Linked DNA regions of Delphinus delphis: region 2 is linked to region 1. Evidence: chromatin contacts called from public Hi-C data. All regions are on one chromosome and are shown on one strand. The core of a region is the stretch at or near the end of the contact, and the rest is flanking DNA. Distances in the headings are between cores, read along the strand shown. Region 1 holds the start of CCDC71 (coiled-coil domain containing 71). Region 2 holds the start of NICN1 (nicolin 1, tubulin polyglutamylase complex subunit).

Region 1 (6,744 bases), core at 3,465-5,964:
TCTGAAAGGCTGTTCGTCTCCAGGAGCCTCTGGAGAATGTATCCCCCTCCCCGCCAGCCCCAGCCACTGCCTTTCAGGCTGGGCAGACAGTGATGGATTGGCAGATGGGCAGGGAGCTACTTTTGTTCAGGGCTCAGGGCTCTGTCCCCTCTCCAAAGCAGGAAGAACCAATAATGTCTGAACATACAGGCCCCTGTTGGAAGACATGCTGAGGCTGGACCTGGGAATAGAGCACTTGGAACCCAGGCAGGAAGCACTGAGAGGCAGTGTGGAAACTCTCCATGCTCAGAGACTGCAGCACTCCACCCATCCAATATAATTCCTTGGTCAGTGAGGGGACTCTGTGGCCCTACAACCCAGAGCTACCCTGGCCCCTGACTCAAGCCCCAACCCCTTGCCACCAACTGGGGAAGTCGACGATAGTCCCTCTCCTGAAAGAAGCAGAGAAAAGAGTAGGCAGAAGTACTTCAGCCGATTTAGGCCCCGCCCTGCCCCAGACAAGCCCACACAAAGCTCCAAGGTTTCAGCCAGAGTAGACTGGAAGACAAGGCCAGGCTGTCTGCACCTCCCCTTCCCTGGCCTAAAAACCTGCAGGCTGCAAGTTTCCCCACAGAGCCACCTATTGTCCTCCTCCAAGGGAGCATCCGGATTATCAAACCAGGGCAGCCCCAAGGGGAGGTGTCCCACCTTAGAGTGGCTCTGCCCCTGCCCTCAGGGGCCTGGAGGCTGCCCTTCACTCACATTCATGACCTTCCCTGGGCTACCAGGACCCTCTCTGGCATTCCTGTTCCTGGGGCTACCTTTTCTAAACACCCAAGCTGGCCTACCAGCAGTCACATATACAAAAAAAGACCATGGAGTGTGGGCAGGGAGACTGGAAGGTGGAAAGGTATAAAACGTGATAGATGGAATAGTGGACATACAACTTGAAGAGTAACAAGTCACAGTGCATCGCGCCATGACACCATCCCTCCCACCCGCCCACCCCACTCCATATCCTCCAGTCTCTGAAAGGAGGCTGGTGGCTCTCAGGGCCCTGGAGAGGCACCCAGAGTCTTTAGGGTTGTGGAATCCATGGGCATTGCACACTGTGCCACTGGCCACACAGACAACTGGGCTCAGTTTCCCCAAACGTTGCTACGTGAAGGAATCAGGGTGCTGAGTATGGCAACAATGGCTGAAGTCGTATTACAGGGGAAAGGTTCACACGGAGGATCCGTTGAGCCTGCTGCCGCACCTCATCATCTGAGGACTGCCTGTCCACCTTGATGGCCCGGAATTGCAGCAGCTTTGCCGTTCCAGGTCCTAGCCATACCTTAGGGGATTGGGGCCCAAGCCGTGTTCTCTTCTGGGGAGGAAGATCCTTTGTCTCCTCAGTCCTTTTCCTCTTCTGTCCCACAGGCTCAGGGCAGCTTTTCCGGCCCCTCCTTGCAGTCCTGGCCTGAACAGACCTTTTTGGCCTGCCCCTGCCCCTGGGCTGGGTCCGAGCCACCTTGGCCCTGGCCCGCACTGCCTTGGCCTTGGCCCTGGCCCGCACTGCCTTGGCCTTGGCCCTGGCCCGCACTGCCTTGGCCTTGGCCCGCACTGCCCTGGCCTTGGCCCTGGCCTGCACTGCCTTGGCCTTAGCCTTGGCCCGCACTGCCTTGGCTTTGGCCTTGGCCTTGATCCGTGCTGCCTTGGCTTCTGCCCGGGCCTTGGCAGCTTTGGCTTGTGTTCGAGCCACCTTGGCCTGGGCACGGGAAGCTTTGGCCTGGGCTGTTTTGGTGCCCAGAGCACAGCCACCTTTCATTCGTGGGCCACTGAGGGAACCAGAGGCTTTGTAAATCTTGCTCTGGGGCCCAGTGCCTTGTCGGGGTCCAGCTCTGGGGCCTCTTCGAGTCAGACACTTGGAGCCCTTGCTTGTGGCTTTTCTGGGAGCTTTGGGCTGGGAATTCCCCAGCCTCTTCCCTGGACCTTTCCGCAGCTTCAAGGGAGAGTCTGCAAGTGAGAGCTGCAGTGACTGTGCCTTGTGCTTGGCACCCAAGCAGGGCATGGGAGTCTTGAGTGGAACCAGGGCCTCAAGGACAACGGAGAGCCGCATGGCAGGGTAGACACCTGGATAGAGGTGGGTGGGAAAGCCCACTGCTGCACCCCGGGCACGGCTGGCACTTGACTGCTTCAGGGAGCTCAGTAGCAGGTTGGTGGTGGCATGCTTGGCGAGGGCTGGTGTGGATGCTTTGGCCAACCTGCCAGACAGTGGCATGGGGAGCAGCGTGGCCCGGCCTGCAGGCAGCCGCATGGCAGTTCGGGGAGCACTGGCTGGAGGTGATGTGGCAGCTGGGGTGGGGGCACGAGCTTGAAGCTTTGTCTGGCTTGGGGGGTTGGCTGTGCACGAACTATAGCCATAGACATCACCGCTGCGCAGGATGGTAGGTTGGAAGCCATCATCCCGCAGGCCCTGCAGGAAGGCCACAAGCTGGGCCTCAGTGGCACTGAGATCCTGGCTCATGGGGTTAAAGACAAGCAGCGCTTCCTCCAGGGCCTTCTTCCCTGCCGTGGAGATCCGCGACCAGGAGTGCACAGCTTTCTCCTCCACATGCTGCACCACCACGCTCATGGCATTAGGCACTGCAGATCTGCCTGGGTATCCGCAAACCAGCGCTTGGCACCTCCAAGGCAAAAGGAAGAGTCAATAAGAACAGCACCGAGACAGGGGCCAGGACAGGTAGATAGGTCAATCAGGGCCAGCAATCTTCACAATAACATCTATTGACACAGAGGGGCCTGGCCAGAGTGAGCCACTCCTTGGGGCAAAACCCTGGTCTTCTCCACCTATCACGGTGGAGGGTTGGGGGGTAGAGGTGGGGGACTCATATGGGTCAGAGGCAGCTTCTTCAGGATACATGCCCATAAGCTCATCAGAGCCATCCAACCCGCTGACGGGCCCCTGGAAAGATCTGGGCTTGGCCAAATTCCTAGTATTAGACTCAACACTGGGAATACAGGCAAATATCTCTGTCTTCCAGGAGCCCTGTACAGAAGGCAAGATAGAGATACCCTCAAGGTTCTTGGGAATGCACACTGGCACACAGCTCAGCTTGCCAATGGGTAAGGGAAGGATTCCCGGGAGAGGAATATTCATGTGGGACATGAATGATGAATAGGAAAGGACCAGATGGAGATGGAGCAAAAAGGGCAACAGCCAATGCAATGGCTCCAAAGTGAGAAAGAGTAAGGCAAACTTGGTGTGACTGGAATCTGTGGTCAGGGCTGGGAGGTCTAGCTGGAAAAACAGGGGACAGCAGGGTAATACAAGCTTTGAATGTTCCTTGAATGCTGGCCAAAGGGCCCAGACTTACATCCAAAGTCCATGACGATCTCTGTTCCTACAGCTGCTGCTGTTCAGGTGCCCAGGGGTGGACCTCCCTGCCCACCAGAAGTTCTGCTTTCAGAGTTCCCAGACAGTCCACTCAGAGGTCCAATTCCTAGCACTAGAGCCATGGAGACCAACCCCAGGGAAAAAGCCAGACTCTCCTTCAACAGAAACTAAAAAGATGAGTAGCAGGTACTAATAATACATCTCTAGGCAATCAGGCAGCCTGGCGCCAGGCAGCCAGACCAAGAGCCCAAGGTCTGGGAGCCAATGACTCCGAGTAAGATGGTTAATAAAGTGGACCCTAGAGATCTGAACTGTCCTAACTAGGGCTTGGAAGAAGACTTTGGTACAGCCCATTTAGAGCTGTCTGGGAAGACCCAAGTTGTCCCAGGCTTCTCTTTAAAAGCTGTAGGCCGTCAATCATGACTAACATCTGGTCTAACCCATCACTGAGGGGTCCCAGAGACAGCTCCGCAGCTGCACAGGAGAATTAAAAGATCAGCTGGGATCAGGCAAGTCTCTGGGGCCAAGAGGTGAGTCTGTGCAGCTTCTTCCTCCCCCTAGTGGAGCAGAAGTTTTCAGAATTCCCTGGAGGAAGTGCCCTGGGGCTCTTTGTTTGGAAACATTCTTGGATCCTCAGGTGTCTCGGGCACTTCCCCTCTCCAGAGGCCATTCTCCAAGTACAGTCCTTACACATGACTTTAGTTCTCTTTTTTCCCAAGGGGTGTAGTTCCCAGGGCTGTGAACTGTACAATAAGGAGAGACCTGTTACCTCCAGGCACAGATATTGGGGGTGAACTGGGGGCTCTTCCGCTCAGGTCGGCCTGGGCCCTTGGGAGGGGTCTCCTGGGCTTTCCAAGAGGCTCCGGAAAACAGAGACTGCAGCCCGACCCCTGACTTCCCTTCACAAGTGTCCCCGGGGCAGGCCGGGGAAGCTGATGAAAAGATGCAGGACGGGAGCGGCCCTAACCAAGCGAAACTGGGGCGGGGGCAGATCAGGGCCCTCAGGCTGGGAGTCCGCGTCCCTGAGACCCAAGCCGACGGTAGGAGCGGGGGGCCTTAGAGGAAGCGAAATGCACAGGACAGGCGGTGAGAGCGCGACGGGGTCGCACAGCCCCAGGGTGGGGTCTTTGGGCACGGGGTGGGGGTTGGGGGTCTCGGCCGGGCCGGCGGAGGGCGCTGGTCCCGAAGGAGCCGGCCACCCGGCCCATCCACCCTGCCGCCTCGCGGACGACCCCTCCGCGGCGTGGCTAGGCCCACGGCCCCAACCTACCGGCGCCGCCGCGGGGACCCTGGACGCGCCTCTGCGCCGCCTCCGCTGCTCCAACATGGCCGCCTGCTGCGCACCGGAAGTGCGCCGCGCTTCCGCTTCCGGGACCTGGCCCGCCCTAGTGACCCTTGACCCCCCGAGACCCCGTTTCCCCCAAAGTCTGGGGGCTGGACAAGCGGAAACCAGAGAAGACTTCCTGGAGGAGGTGGCAGAGGGGACCGCTCTAAACCCTTGCGGACCTGTGCAGGGGTGTGAGGGGCAGAGGCGCTTTCGGCCGCTGCCCCAGGCAAGACTGCACCAGACTAGCATTGGATTAGGGGCTCGTCTGACACCTTCTCTGAGGGGCTTGATGGTGGAACGACATGTGGGAGGGATTTTTGGCAAGGTCCAAGCTATCCTTCACCCTTTTAGTCCTCCCGCAGCCACTGGCAAGGCCCACCTCTGTCCCAGGTGCCTGAACAGAGGGTGAAAGAGGAGTGCGCCCTGCCTGAGAGTGTCCCTCGGGAGCCTCTTTGTACCTCCTCTGAGGGCAGCAGGCCTTCCCCTGTTCCTGAGAGTGGGCTCACTGCATGTGGTATGAAAGGCTGGTTTGCACACATTTGTGGCAAATAAGCTCAAAGCTGGGCATGTCCAATCTGAGAGTCCCAGCATACCAGTGTGGGCCTGAGTGTACTTGCTTAGGAGCATGCCCACAGGTGTGGTGGGAGGACCCTGGTCCAGCCTTAGCTCCCTCAGTGGTAGAAAGCCCTCCCTAAAGTCTTAACTCTTCCCCAAATCCCTGCTTTTTTGGCCTAAGAGATTGGGACTTCTTTCCACCTGTACAGTCTTTCCACATGTACCCTGGGGCCAGCAGAGGGGTGACGGTTACAGGGCTCACTACCCAAGCAGCATCAGATGAGAGAACATAGGTAAAAATTAACCTTAGGAGTCTAAAGGGTCAGAATGGTCTCTATTGCTCTGACCAAAGGCACTTCTTGGTCAAGGGCCCCCAACTCCAGGTTGGGAGTCAACCTGGAAGTCCTGGTTTCATGGATGAGATGGTGGGGGCATCTGTACTTGGGTCAGAGCCTGAGCTAAGAGGCAAAAATATTGTCATAACTCTTGGACCTGACATGTACAGTGGTGTAAATTTGGTAGCTGGGGGGCAGGTGGAAGCCTATGGGCAGTCACAGAGTGTGACTGGATGCTTCATTTGGGGACTGGTTGATAGCCCTCCTCACTCCCCATAAAACCCCAGGATCCTCTACCTGATCTATGCTTCCCTGCCTCTACAGAGGGGTCTGGGCACCCCTAGAGAGAAACACTCACCCCACCCTAGGCCTCACCTTGTGCACCTGAGCTTCTCAGGGCCTCAGCCCTGATGGTGGGGTCCTCAGTGCCTTTAAGCATAGCCAAGATATCCAGCAGGAAATGCAAACTCTCCTGGTCCTCTGGGGTCAATGCTTCTGGCCTCTTGTATTGGTAGAGAGAAGGGAAGGATGGGGTCTCAAGGGCCAGGGTCTCGGGGTTGCAATCAGGAAGTCCCACCTTAGCACTCCCAGTCCCCAACTGAGGGTGAGCCCCATCTCTGCCCCATCCATGGTTGAGGATTAGTTGTTCACTCTTAGGACCAATCCAGCCTCATCTTCTGCCCAAGTTGTCTTCTATAGCTTCTCTAAAGCCAGCAGTGTTGGCCCCCCATGTGCAGGTGGGGCCAGGCCTGTGTAAACAGAAGCCACTTCCATGAAGAAGCAGAGTCCAGCCTCCAGGGATGACATGGGCCTAGGTGTGTCCTGGAAAGAGGATACCTCTCTGGTGATATCCAGCCTAGAGGTCAGCGCAAAGTGGAAGACAAAAAAAGGTAGGTCCATCCCTAGTCTGTGTCCCTTCCACACATTAGAACTGTGGGGATGATATGGGTTCAGGGAAATGGTCTGGGGTACCTAGCTTCCTGAGGGGAGGCTGATCCTTTTGCCTCTTGGTACCCAGAATGTCCCAGATGGAACTCTCTGGGATCATTAATCAGGGCCAAGTCTGACTTGACCTGGACTTTGGTGGATGCTGACCATCCCAGGCATAACTGGGATCAGATGAGATGAGGTTGGAGAGACCACAGGGCCGTCCCAGGATCCAGCCCTTC
Region 2 (6,896 bases), core at 1,875-4,374, 200 kb after region 1:
GATGGCCCAAGCTGGGCCTGGATGGGCACGGAAGGCCAACGTCTTGACTAAGGGCCACAGCTCAAGTGTAGGAGAGCAAGTTCAGGTCATAACAGCCATCCACCTGCAACACAAAAGACCATCAGATCTGATCCATTCAGGCCAACGGGAGCCAAGCAGAGGGAAGCGATCACTCACATCAAAGCGGCCGATCCTTGTGGAGGTATGACTGGCCCGGATCATCTCTGTCAGCGCCCACATCTGCTGTACCTCGGATGATACCCTGCTGGGGTCTGGGAGACCCTGCTCCAGAAGGAGGGGTCAGTGGCCATGGGTCTCTCCCCAGCAGTGCCCTTATAACTCCAGATAGGCCAAGTTGGGCTATGGGGCCCTCCAGCTGACATTCCCAGATGACTTGTGAAACATGAGGATGGGGCCTGATGTGGAGTAGGTGGCCCGGCCCCACACAGAGATGCCTCAAATCCCAGGAGGAAGGTGCACAGAGTGAACGAAGGTCCCTGGGTCCAGCCCCAGATTCTTGCAGAAAGGGGTCCCCTTGGGCCTGTGCTGGACACCAGAGCTGTTCGCACATGGTTCTTAGCCAGGGTAAGGGCTTACCTCAAGAAGGGGAGCAGGCTGCTCACAAGGCACTGGGTGCGAGAGCCACTTGGGGAAGGTCATGGAAGGGCTCTGCAAAGCAAAGGCATACTGCCCTGAGGCGGGCAGAGTAGGAGAGACCTGGAACCAGATCCCAAGGTCCTGAAGGCAGAGAGAAGGGCCCCTGAGCCCCAGAAACTGGGAAAATCCCGTTTAGGTCCCAGGGGCAGAAGACTACCTAAGCTCTTCTGCTATGCAGAAGGAAGCCCCACGAAGACAAGGAGCAGAAGTATATCTGGGTACCTGAATGTTCCAGATCTGAAAAAGGCAGGTAGCCCCAAAGGTCAGGGGATATGGGGACGTGGCCTCACCTCTTATCATGAACTTCCAGCATTCCCACCTGGCTAACTTCCATGAAGGACTCCTTCTGAGTCTCCCCATCCTTACCTATCCACTCCCACCTGTACCCCCAGGCCTCCCAGCCATAGCTAGGAGCCTCCTGGAGAAAGGGCCAGCAAACAGCTCTGAGCTAGTCACTTACCTTTGGTCCCTGTTTGTAGATCTGCAGCTCCTCCACCGTGAAAGACAACCACAGTGGTGATGGCTGTCGCAGAATCAGGCGTAGTTCCAGTACTTTGCCCATGTCACACAGCATCTGACACATACACACAAGGACCCACCGAGGTCCCAGCTCACTGCCCAGGAGCCAACCAGCAATGAGCCAAGGTGCTTCCTCCCCAGGCCTTTGAGAAGGAAACAGTAGTTCCTCCAAGGCACTTGCCCAAGAACCACAATTCAGGCCAACCTTGCCTGCCCCTCTTCCCTCATGGTATCCTGGCCCAATCCCCAGGCCTCTTGTGAGCCCTCATCTGGGCTGCCCTGGCCATGCTGAGTCCCAGCTGACCTGGTGCTTGAACAGCGATACATACTCCTGAGCTCCCTCCTCACTGTGTGGGTCAGGCATCAGGCAGTAGTCCCGAAGACAGGTCACCCACTTGGCTGGAGTGTGTGTTGAGGTGTGCTGGCGAACACGGATGGTCAGAAAGGCTGTGTAGTAATTCTTAAACATGATCTCCTGCAACTAGGGCACACACAACCCACCACAACAAATCACACCTAGGCCCCGGGCCTGATGGGTTCAAAAGCACCATCTCTTCCTCCACTTAGGAATGTACTCTTCTACCAATCTAACAATATCAACAAGAATCCACTGGGGCCCAAAGAGATTTTGCCTTCCTAGAACTCACAGTCTAAATGAGCATGTCATGCAAACCATGACCTCGGATCTTGCTGCATGTCCAAGATGCTGGGAGTGGTCAGAGCCCTAACTCTAGATGAATCAGAAAATGTACAGATGAGTTCATCAAGTGGACCATGAAAGGTAGAAACTGTAAAGTAGCATAAACAAAGGAACACCAAGGGGTGACAGGACCTGGCATACCCCTGGAACAGAGAGTGGTTCAGCCTAGCTAAAGCAGTTCTCATCACTGGATACTCATCAGAATTACTCAAGGAGGGAATTCCCTGGTGGTCCAGTGGTTAGGACTCGGTGCTTTCACTGCCAGGACGCAGGGTTCGATCCCTGGTCGGGGAACTAAGATCCCACCGTGGTGAGGCCAAAAAACCCCAAAACAACAGCAACAAAACAGAATTACTCAAGGAAAAAAAAATTTTTTTTAATATAAGTGTACAGGCTCCACCCAGACCTACTGAATCAGATTTCCAGGGTTGGGCCCTGTAATGAAGTCTCCCAGCTTAGAGTAAGCAACAGCTTGGGGTAGAACCACACACTACAGGACAAAATGCCTGGGGCCGAGAGGCAAGTAGGGCAAAGACACAGAGTGGCTCTGAATGCCAGGCCATTAGAAAGTGGACTCTGTCCTCTGTGTTGAGGTCTTGCAGTGTCCAGTCACCCTGCCAGCAGATGTGGAAGGGCAACTGGAGACTGGAAACTGGAGCCACTGGGAAGACCCTGATGAGGGATGATTTGAACCTGACCTCCAGCAGGGACTGTAGGAATGGGCAGGAGGCAGGTTTGGGGGTAACTCATTGTCTAATGATACCCAGTCAGTGGCCAGGGACAAAACGACCTCTCACCTCTATTAGGTTCAAAACTGTATTTCCAGCACCTAGCCTACTATCTCGGCACTTCCGTGTCAGCGCCATTCTGGGCATTGGGGAGAGACGTTGAAGAGAACAGAAGAGGAAGCTGCATTCTAGTAACTGTGTGTTAACTGAAGGAATAAATAAATGTTTAACTGATTCATTTGGGCGAGGTACTGCAGAGGCTTTCAGTAAACGATTAAATGGCTGGGACACGCCCGAGTTCCCAGATAAGCCCCGCCCAGGAGCCCCGGTCGCGCCCACTTGCTTGCTCACCTCGAAGGGCGCGACGCTGGGGAAGGTGACATCGATGACCAGCACGCCAGGCCGGCCTTGGGAGGTCCGCACGTCGCCCACCTGCAGGGCCACGGTACCTTTCACATGACAAGGGACCGACACGCGGGACATGGTGGCAGCGGCCGCGACCAAGTAAGACCAATGGTCTTTCCCGGCGTCCCCAGCCGGGCCCCAAGAACTACAACTCCCGAGAGGGCTCGCGCTCGGCCATCCCAGCCAATCACCGATGCTCGGGGCGGGCCCGGATTCGGAAGTGCCTGCGGAAGTGCTCCTTCAGCCAATCACCGAGCGTGCCTTAGAGAGCCACCAGGGACCATGCCCAGAAACGGCCTAGCCGTTCTGCATCCAGTTAGTGCTGAGCCTTATAGGTTCCCTGAAGTCTCAGTCGGTTACTTCCTCTGTGCAGGGCGGGCGTCAGTTAAAGCGCATAAAGCCATGACCGTGAATGAGCATAGTGTCTGGACGACACTGGTTGCAAAAATAGATATTAAGCCTTTTTTTACGTACGCGAAGGATTTGAAGAGATAACTCACAAGAAAAGATAAATAGCCATTATGCCCATGAAAAGATGCTTAACATTATTATTCATCAAGGAAATACAAATTAGAACCCCACACATCCACTAAACAGACTAAAATTAAAAACTGACAAAACTGTGGAACGCTCATGCGTTGATAATTTCCTGCCACTTTGAAAAGCAGTTTGGCCATTCTTTAAGAACTAAATTTATACTTAAAACATGATCCAGCCATTGCACTCCTAAGTATTTACCCAAGAGAAATGAAAGCATATGTCCATCCAAGGACTTTATTCGTAATAGCCAAAATTTGGAAATAATCTAGGTGTCCAACAGATGAACAAATGAACAGATTAGCTAGTTGTGGTGTATCCACACAATGAAATACTACTCAACAGTAAAAAGAAATGAATGAATCCACAGGCTATCAATAGATGAATGGGTAAACAAAGTGTAATTACACAAAATGAAATTATTCAGCCTTAAAAAGGAATGAAATCCTGGCACATGCTTCAACAAGGATAAACATTGAAAATATTACACTTAGTGAAAAAAGCCAGACATAGAAGAACAAATATTATATGATTCCACTAATGTGAGGTACCTAGAAGAGGCAAATTCATTGAGACAGAAAGTTGAATAGAGGTTGCCAGGGTCTGGGGAGGGGGAAGTAGAGAGTTATTGTTTGACAAGTACAGAGTTTCAGTTCAGAATGAATGAAAAAAAAATCTGGAAATAGTGGTGATGATTACAAAGCACTATGAATGTACTTAAGGCCAATGAATGATATATACACTTAAAATGAGTAAATGGTAAATTTTATGTCATGTATGTTTTACCACAATAAAAAACAAACAAATGAACAACTGACATACACAATACCAACACTGGATTTCAAATGCACTATGTTAAGCAAAAGAAGTCAGACCCAAGTGAGTTCATATGGTGTGGTTCCAGTTACATGAAATTCTAGAAAAGTCAAAACTAATATAGAGTAATATAGAGTAATATAAATCAGAACAGTTTTCCCTGGTGCCAAGGGTGACTGTGAAGAAGTACAGGGGAATATTTTGGGGTGACAGAAAGGTTCTATGATGTGATAGGCTGGTAGTTATATTTGTCTAGACATTTGTCAAAATTCATTAAACAATGCTTAAGATATGTGCATTTTATTGTATCTAAATTATACCTCAATTGGGAATTCCCTGGCAGTCCAGTGGTTAGGACTCTGTGCTTTCATTGCTGAGGGCATGGGTTCAATCCCTGGTCAGGGAATTAGGATCTCAGAGGCCGCACAGAGCGGACAAAATAAATAAGTAAATAAAAATTGGTAAAAAAAAAAAATATATATATATATACACACACACACCCCTCAATAAAGAAATTAAAAAATAATAAAACAAAATAAATTATTCCTCAATAAACATGATTTTTAAAGAAAAAAATTAAACATCATATTTATTATCATCATCATCCTTCCAGATACTTGTGGAAACAATACCTCAGAAATTGTCAGTTAAGCCTGTTTTATGGATAACAAAGCTGAGGCCAGATGTGGGCCAGTGATTTCCCAAGCCAAGAAAGCAATATGAAGTAGAGCTGGAAACAGAGCCTCTTTTGGACTCCTACCTCATAGGTCAGAACCCTCCAGGCAACAGTCATCTTCGGTGACCTGTGCCTTCTCTGTGTGAGGGGCTCCAGAGACACAGGCCCAGTGTAGCTCATAGGATTCTCATAATGTGACATCAAACAGACACAAAACCAGGATTCCAAGCCAGCCCAAGGAACAGCCTGGAGGAGCTAAGCCTTCCCAGCCCAGACCTGGAGACCTCCAGTGACAGAAAACTTTCCCTGTCTCATCATGATTTGTAACCTGTGGCTTCTGGACTGGTCATTGTTATCTCCATTTTGTTTTTTGCTTTTTGTTTTTTAATAAATTTTTTATTTTTGGCTGCATTGGGTCTTCATTACTGCGTGCGGGCTTTTCTCTAGTTGCGGCAAGCAGGCGCTACTCTTCGTTGCAGTGCATGGGCTTCTCATTGCGGTGGCTTCTCTTGTTGCAGAGCACAGGCTCTGGGCGCACAGGCTTCAGTAGTTGTGGCACGCGGGCTCAGTAGTTGTGGCTCATGGGTTCTAGAGCGCAGGCTCAGTAGTTGTGGCACACAGGCTTAGTTGCTCTGGGGCATGTGGGATCGTCCTGGACCAGGGCTCGAACATGTGTCTCCTGCACTGGCAGACAGATTCTTTTTTTTTTTTCTGACATCTTTATTGGAGTATAATTGCTTTACAACGTTGTGTTAGTTTCTGATGTACAGCAAAGTGAATCAGCTATACATATACATATATCTCCATATCCCCTCCCTCTTGCATCTCCCTCCCACCCTCCCTATCCCACCCCTCTAGGTGGTCACAAAGCACCAAGCTGATTTCCCTGTGCTATGTGGCTGCTTCCCATTAGCTATCTATTTTACATTTGGTAGTGTATATATGTCAATGCCACTATCTCACTTCGTCCCAGTTTACTTCCCCCTCACTGTGTTCTCAAGGGCAGGAGGGTTCTTAACCACTGTGCCACCAGGAAGCCCGCTATCTCCATTTTGACTCAGACTAATGATTCATTGCCTGGGTCCCTCCAGATTCCTGAGGGTTTCTCTTTTAGGGAGCCACCCCCCCCATACTGGAGCAGAGGTTTCCCTAAATCCCAGAGGACTATAGCCCTCCTGAGAATCAGGTGGATACAGACAGGTTTTGGTCTTCAGGCCTCAGCTCTGAGAGCAGACACAGACCCATGTGGCCCCTCATTGCAGATGAGTCTCAATATTGAAACAGGAGGGAAGGGTGCAGGGCACAACCTTTGAAAGAATGACATAGCCCGAGGACATAACATAAACTGATTAGAACCAAATGGGTCCAAGATGGCAGACAAGTCAACTTCCACTAGACCTTGAGCGTCAGTATACAACTCATTGTAACACATCAGTAAGCTAACTGACACACCCACAGAGCCATGATAGTTCCAAGGCTGACCATAAGTATCAAAAAGTGGGTGGTGGGGCTTCCCTGGTGGCGCAGTGGTTAAGAATCCGCCTGCCAATGCAGGGTACCTGGGTTCGAGCCCTGGTCCGGGAAGATCCCACATGCTGCAGAGCAACTAAGCCTGAGCGCCACAACTACTGAGGCTGCACTCTAGAGCCCGTGAGCTACAACTACTGAAGGCTGCGTGCCACAGCTACTGAAGCTCGTGTGCCTAGAGCCCGTGCTCCTCAACAAGAGAAGCCACCACAATGGGAAACCCATGCACCGCAACTAAAAGTAGCCCACGCTCCTCGCAACTAGAGAAAGCCCATGCGCAGCAACGAAGACCCAATGCAGCCATAAATAAATAAATAGATAGATAGATTAA

What was found. Hi-C and Micro-C count contacts between places; a contact is called where the count stands out from the background.
Region 2: a Hi-C map of muscle shows a contact between it and region 1, with 4 times the contacts expected there. The contact joins the promoter of NICN1 here to the promoter of CCDC71 in region 1. A contact is called at or near these places in 2 of 3 Hi-C or Micro-C datasets (lung and muscle).

Annotation. Positions count from the first base shown.
Region 1 is chr10:65,203,834-65,210,577 of mDelDel1.2, forward strand. It overlaps CCDC71 (coiled-coil domain containing 71), which reads right to left and starts at 4,715. Exons shown (of 2, transcript XM_060021440.1): 1 at 4,629-4,715; 2 at 994-2,648. The coding sequence starts at 2,596. The coding sequence ends at 1,151.
Region 2 is chr10:65,403,695-65,410,590 of mDelDel1.2, forward strand. NICN1 (nicolin 1, tubulin polyglutamylase complex subunit) reads right to left here and starts at 3,125. Exons shown (of 6, transcript XM_060022494.1): 1 at 2,956-3,125; 2 at 1,481-1,597; 3 at 1,118-1,231; 4 at 598-669; 5 at 178-282; 6 at 1-103. The coding sequence starts at 3,087. The coding sequence ends at 62.